2 separate regions of the Canis lupus genome follow, and region 2 is linked to region 1. A link is a contact called in public Hi-C data. All regions are on one chromosome and are shown on one strand. The core of a region is the stretch at or near the end of the contact, and the rest is flanking DNA. Distances in the headings are between cores, read along the strand shown.

What was found. A called contact is a pair of places that touch in the nucleus more often than the background predicts.
Region 2: a Hi-C map of amygdala shows a contact between it and region 1, with 2.6 times the contacts expected there. The contact joins the enhancer-like site here to the promoter of PAG1 in region 1. A contact is called at or near these places in 3 of 9 Hi-C or Micro-C datasets (amygdala and blood).

What each region holds. Positions count from the first base shown.
Region 1 is chr29:28,911,656-28,914,526 of UU_Cfam_GSD_1.0, reverse strand. It overlaps PAG1 (phosphoprotein associated with glycosphingolipid-enriched microdomains 1), which reads left to right and starts at 1,457. Exons shown (of 9, transcript XM_038579603.1): 1 at 1,457-1,578.
Region 2 is chr29:29,021,550-29,024,420 of UU_Cfam_GSD_1.0, reverse strand. No RefSeq gene overlaps it. Among named protein-coding and RNA genes, the nearest start is that of FABP5, 37 kb to the left of the region's middle. Within about 2 kb of position 1,425, at least 2 of the 20 cell types and tissues checked have an H3K27ac peak or open chromatin away from gene starts, as enhancers often do.

The sequences.
Region 1 (2,871 bases), core at 208-2,707:
TGCATGCCCAACTCCAGGTTGCTGGCCTACTATCACCAGGTTTGTTCAAACACCACCCATCGTCAGACCCATCAGAATTAGCAGAGCCCCAGAGGCTGAACCACATGGGGAGGGCCTGAGAATGTGCTCTGCAATTAAAAAACAATAACCAACAAAAACATTACTCAGGTGATTCTCACACAGCCCAACCTTTCAGAAGCTCTGCTCCAGATCCTACACTATACTTAAGGGTAGTAAGGATAAGGTGGTCCGGTGCTAGAGCACAGCACTGGCATCAACTGGGATCGTGTTAGGAATGAAGGATCTTCCCTTAACGCCTAGGCCTAGTGAGTCAGAAATCTGCATTCTTTCAAAATGCTCAGAAGATTCTGACAAACGCTACAGCTTTGAAAAACCTCTGCTGTTTGTACCCCGGTATCATCTGGAAAGCTTTACAACCTTACTGATACCCGAGCCTCACCCAGGGATTCTCCGGTACTTAAGTCTGGACTCCAGGGGTGCGGTCAGGGCAAAGGGCTCCCACCAGCTTCCCAAGTCATTCTGTAATGTACAGCCAGGTGGGGAGGACCCCTGTCCCCTCAGTGGCAGGCCCTCACGATTAAGCTATACCTGAGCTAACGTGGCTCTTCGGGGCTTGCCCAGCGCCCTGGGGACCCCTGAGAGCACACGGGGCGGGGTGGGGGGTCAAGGACAATGGACTCTGCAGACAAGTTCAACCTCGCGGCTCCAGGGCTCGCAGAACCCCGAGGCGGAGACTTCCTGCGCCTCCCCGCTAGGGAGCGGAGCGGGGCGCGGCGCCAGGCCCCCCCCCGCCCCCGCCCCGGCCCCGCCCAGCGCGCCCCCTCCCCGCCCTCCCCTCCCTCCCTCCCGCCCTCCCCTCCCTCCCCTCCCTCCCCGCCCTCCCCCTCCCCCGTGACGTGCCGCAGCCGGCCGGGATCATGCGCACTGGCGCCCCGCGCCCCGCACGGCTGCTCCGCCTCGGCGCCTGTCATTCTCCGCGGCGCGGCGGCGAGTGCGGACTGCGGTGCTGCGCGCGCGATGTGACCGGCCGCCCGGGAGCCCCCCGGAGGCTCTGCGGGGCACGGCGCCTCGGCTCTCCCGGTGCCGCGGTCCTCGCCGAGCGGCCGTTCGCTCGGAGCCGGAGACACGCGCCGGGGGCTCGGAGCGCCGCGCTCCGGGGTCGGCGGCGCCTGCAGCTCTGCAGCTCCGGGTCCGCGCGGCCGGTGCCGCCGCAGCCGCCGCGCCCTGGCCAGTGCCCCCGGCCCCGGGCGCGGCGGAGCGAGGCGGCTGGTGCAGAGCGGCGGCGCCTAGCCGTGCAGCCGAGCAGCCGAGCAGCCAAGCAGCCGTGCAGCCGAGCAGCCGTGCAGCCGAGCAGCCGAGCAGCCGTGCAGCCGAGCAGCCGTGCAGCCGAGCAGCCGAGCAGCCGTGCAGCCGTGCAGCCGTGCAGCCGAGCAGCCGTGCAGCCGAGCAGCCGAGCAGCCGTGCAGCCGCCCGGGCGGTGCGGGGCCAGCGGGGTTGCGCGCAGCCGAGCGCGGTCCCCCCGCCCCACCCCGGAGGGCTCCCGGTCTCCGCGTCCCGGTAAGTTGACTGTAGTTTCTGAAGTTGCAGGGAGCCGTGCGGAGGGGAGGTGCGTTGGCATGATCGTTTTTGCATGAAGCTGGGGGTGGCCCCCGTGTGTTAGGGGCCGCGCTCGGGCTCGGGGAGGTCGGGGTGCGGAGAAGCGGACCCGGCGCGCGGGGAGAGGACGAGTGTGCGGGTTGGAAACGTGCTGCGGGAGGACAGGTGCTCCCAGGGCGCTTCGCCTGCCGCTGACTGCACGTTCCGAGCTCCTGGACCGCGTTTGGCGGTGGAGGGAGCGTGCGGGGTCGCGTTACCTCTCTCCTGAGCCCTCGGGGGAGTGACCCCTGGACGCGATGGGTCTTTGGGGACGGCAGCCAGCCAGTCCTTGGGGCTTCGCGCGCATCCCACTCCGCTCTTCCCGTAGGCAGAAGTTGCCAGCGTCTCCCTCATTGGAGCCCAGGCGTTTAGGGAGAAAACAAGTTGTTAAGTCAACACGGCGTTTTGTGCCATCAGGCAAATAAAATGAGAAATCCGTCCATCGTCTGTGATTTCGTACATTTCAAGAATGTGGGCAAGTCTCAAAGAAATAGGATTTGGATGATGACACTTGGGTTTCACCCTGCCGGCCCTGCGCCTCTTATATAAGCCTCCCGGCGGGATAACCGTCTCTGCAGTGGCTGCAGCTGTGGCTCTCCCTTCCATTTGTTTAAGGTCCAGCTTGAACAGTATTTAATGAAAATGCTGACATGATATAGCGTTCTTGTAGTCTGAAACAGAGGGCACTCTTCAAATTGGAGTGTCTTCTCCTAGTAGGTAGCATGCGAGGAAGAACCCAGTATATTTTTCAAGGCAGCTCCAGGAATTAGACACATAAATCATGTTTTAAAATAGCGTGCATTGTGCAGAGAGCTTGCAGAGGACCCTTTTTGAACACATCCTCTTTGTTTTAGAAAAAGTGGGAATTGTTCATCCCAGACATTTGTTGAGTCTGAAAGTTAAGTGTACTACTGGTGGGCTTAATTATCTTAATAAAAAAAGAGTATGATTTATGGGTAGCTGTCCTGTCCTGCTTTGAAGGATAGAATTCTAGAACCTTTCTTTTTCATCTGTCCCCTAGAGATTCCCATTAAGTAGAGCAATACATTATCATCATTGATGTTTATTTAATATTTGAGTCAATTAAATTCGTAAAAAGAACACTTTGAAATAAATATGGTATTGCTATGACTTAAGACTGAAGATTCGAAATGAGAATTTTCAGGTTATTTGCTATCAGAGTCATTAGTTTAATGAAACAGCATTAAGCTGTTA
Region 2 (2,871 bases), core at 176-2,675, 110 kb before region 1:
AAGGAAAAGAGCTTTTGTTTTTTATGGAGGTGGAATCAATGCCTAAGAGAAAAAGGAACAGAAGATGGAAATTATTCCTCCATGAGAATGAGGGTGAATTGCTCATTTCTTCCTCGGAAATGCTTTTGTAAAGCACGTCCTTCTTTTATCTTCAGGGGTCTAACATTTTCTAATTAATTTATACTAACATACTAAGTTTTAATATATTTTTCCTTATGGTATAAAAAGCATGATTGATAAGTGCCTTGGGGCCATAGTGGGAACAAAAACCGAGAAGCATGGAAAGATGTTATGGCAGCTGAAAACTTGCTTGTCTCACTTCATGATTTTGCTGAAAATCAGCAAAAATTGCTTCCTTTTACCTCTGTTCCATTTAAAAAAAAAAACTCCTGTTTCATTAAAAAAGTATCTTTAAATAAGCAACCCAGCCCTCTTATTTATTTAGACAAAATCCTTGAAAGTTCTTTTTGAAGACTGATTAAGGTTTAATTTAAGCTCCTACTTTGAAGAGACAAGCGCTTTTGCTACGAGTTTTAAGGAGAGCTTAGAAATATCCTTGATATTTGTAAATCTCATTGAGATTATCACAGTAGGAGCCAAACCATATCTTGGTTTGCATATAATTTTCTGTGCTGCTAATAACCTGCAACAGTTGAGAACTAATCATCTCAGCATGGCTGTACCTGCTGTTCTAAGCTTGGAGGAGGATAATTGCAGTAGAAAGTAACTGAGGAGAGAAGGACAGAAAATGTAATATTATTCCCTTTGTAGAGAATAGGGATGGTGGTAGGAAAGAATTCTAGAAGTGCGATTTCTGAATTTTTTACCTTGGATCACAAATGTCACAGGGCTTTTAGTGAGGCTTTTGGTCATCACTTAACAGGAGTGTTGCTGCATCATCTAAAGGCTCTCCTGATAAAATTTAAGTCATTGACTCTCCTTCCAAGGAGAGGGTGGAAGATAAAACAATAGCTATAGACATAAAGTGTGGATAACAGAAAATGACTATAATTCTGGAAAAAAAAAAGAGATACTGAAAATTCCATTAAAAAGACTGAAAAGACTGCAAAAGGGTGGAAGGGTGGAAGATAAGAGAATTGTTATCACAAACCATTGCATTCCATAGACCTGGGAAGTACAGTTAAGCAAAGAAGCCACAGAAGGAAAAAGCCAGGCATTTCCAAAGAAGTGGGGGCTAGGTTCCATATGGCTCGCCGTGGTGCGTAGCAGATGGCCTGGGCAGCGTGCTGTAAGAGCTGACAGGGTCCAGCAGGCAGCTAGTGAGTATGCCCGTTGGAGCCTGTCGTGTGAAAAGGGTTTCAATCAGTTAGGGCAAGGAAAAGGGATGATTTTTATGTTTATGATGCTTTGCCTCATGTCTTTTGAAGACTGAAATAAAATGTCAGGAGGACAGATGTGAGAATAAGACAGAATAATCTCTTGATAGGTCAACGGGTGCCAGAAGCCGGAGGAAGGAACTCTGGTTGCTACCTTCGAATTCTAACAGCTCCCGAATAATAGCTAACCATAGTGCTTTGTATGCCAGGCTTTTAAAATGTCACAACCTCACCAGGTAGGTTCTAATTTTGTTCCCAATTTAAAATGAAGAGAAGAGGTTTGAAGTGAGAGGCTTGATCACTTGTCCTCAGTGAATCTTGGAGCCATTCCTGACTCCAGAGTCCACTTGTGCCCTCCTCACTTTTGGCTTTTTTTTTTTTTTTTTTTTTTTTTTTTAGAAGCTGTGTACTTGGGGCACCTGGGTGGCTCAGTCGGTTAAGCATCTGTCTGCGGCTCTGCTCATGATCCCAGGGTCCTGGGATCCGAGCCCCATGTTGGGCTCCCTGCTCAGTGGGGAGCCTGCTTTTCCCTCTCCTTCTGCTATTCCCCTGATTCTGCTCTCTCTTTCTGTCCAATAAATAAATAATTTCTTTTAAAAAAAAAGATGTGCACTTGTTGGAAAGCAGGTCTCCTCTATCATCCATATAGCAGGAAGAGCAGAAGTCATTCATTCACTCAACAAAATTTACTGGATATCTGCAATGTGCCAGGCGCCATCAGGACTGTTAGGGATATTTGAGGTGTGAAGACCTAGAAGTATTTATAACCCAGTGATTCTCAATTAAAAAAAAATCACCCTTTCCTCCATCTAGAGAATTCATATGCACATACCTTCTAAGCTTATATGGTAAAAATCACAGCACCAGCCATATTGGCCTGGCCTACCATTTGTGACAGCTTGTGTCGGCAATTCCTCTGCCCTCATACCTTCCTGGCCTTACCTCCCTCTCTTCAATGAAGCACACCTTCTGCAGCCACCAACCTGACTCTCCTCTGCTCTCCCCCCACACACCCAACCTTTGCCTTCTTCTCCTTCTGAGATGATTCTCTTTTTTCCTACCTGAGATTCATCGCCTCTCACCACCCCCTAAAATCCTTCTTGTCCAACTTAAATGCAAACTCTCTCCACACACTGTTGGTAGAACTTTGCCCATATGCCATGACCAGAAATGCTCTCTCCTCCCTGGGGGCTCTCAGGATGCTTTGTCAACACCTCTCAACATTGGGTACATTTTATCAGCAGTGTGATTATTTTGTCCTGGTCTTCCAACACATCTTGGTGGGAGATTTCTCTAAGGGAAAGTTTTTAGTCTGTTCATCTTTACACCCAGGATCTAGCAATGTATTGAATACATGACTTAATAAAAAATTTTTTTTGAACTCAATTCTTCTGTATATTACAGGCAACCTTATGATTCAAAACTCAGTGATGCCAGATTTTTGAGAAGGAATGTCATTTATCTCAGATCAGTCAGGGATGGACGACTTTCCAGAACATTATGATAGACAGTCCCCAAATGGCAGATGCCATAA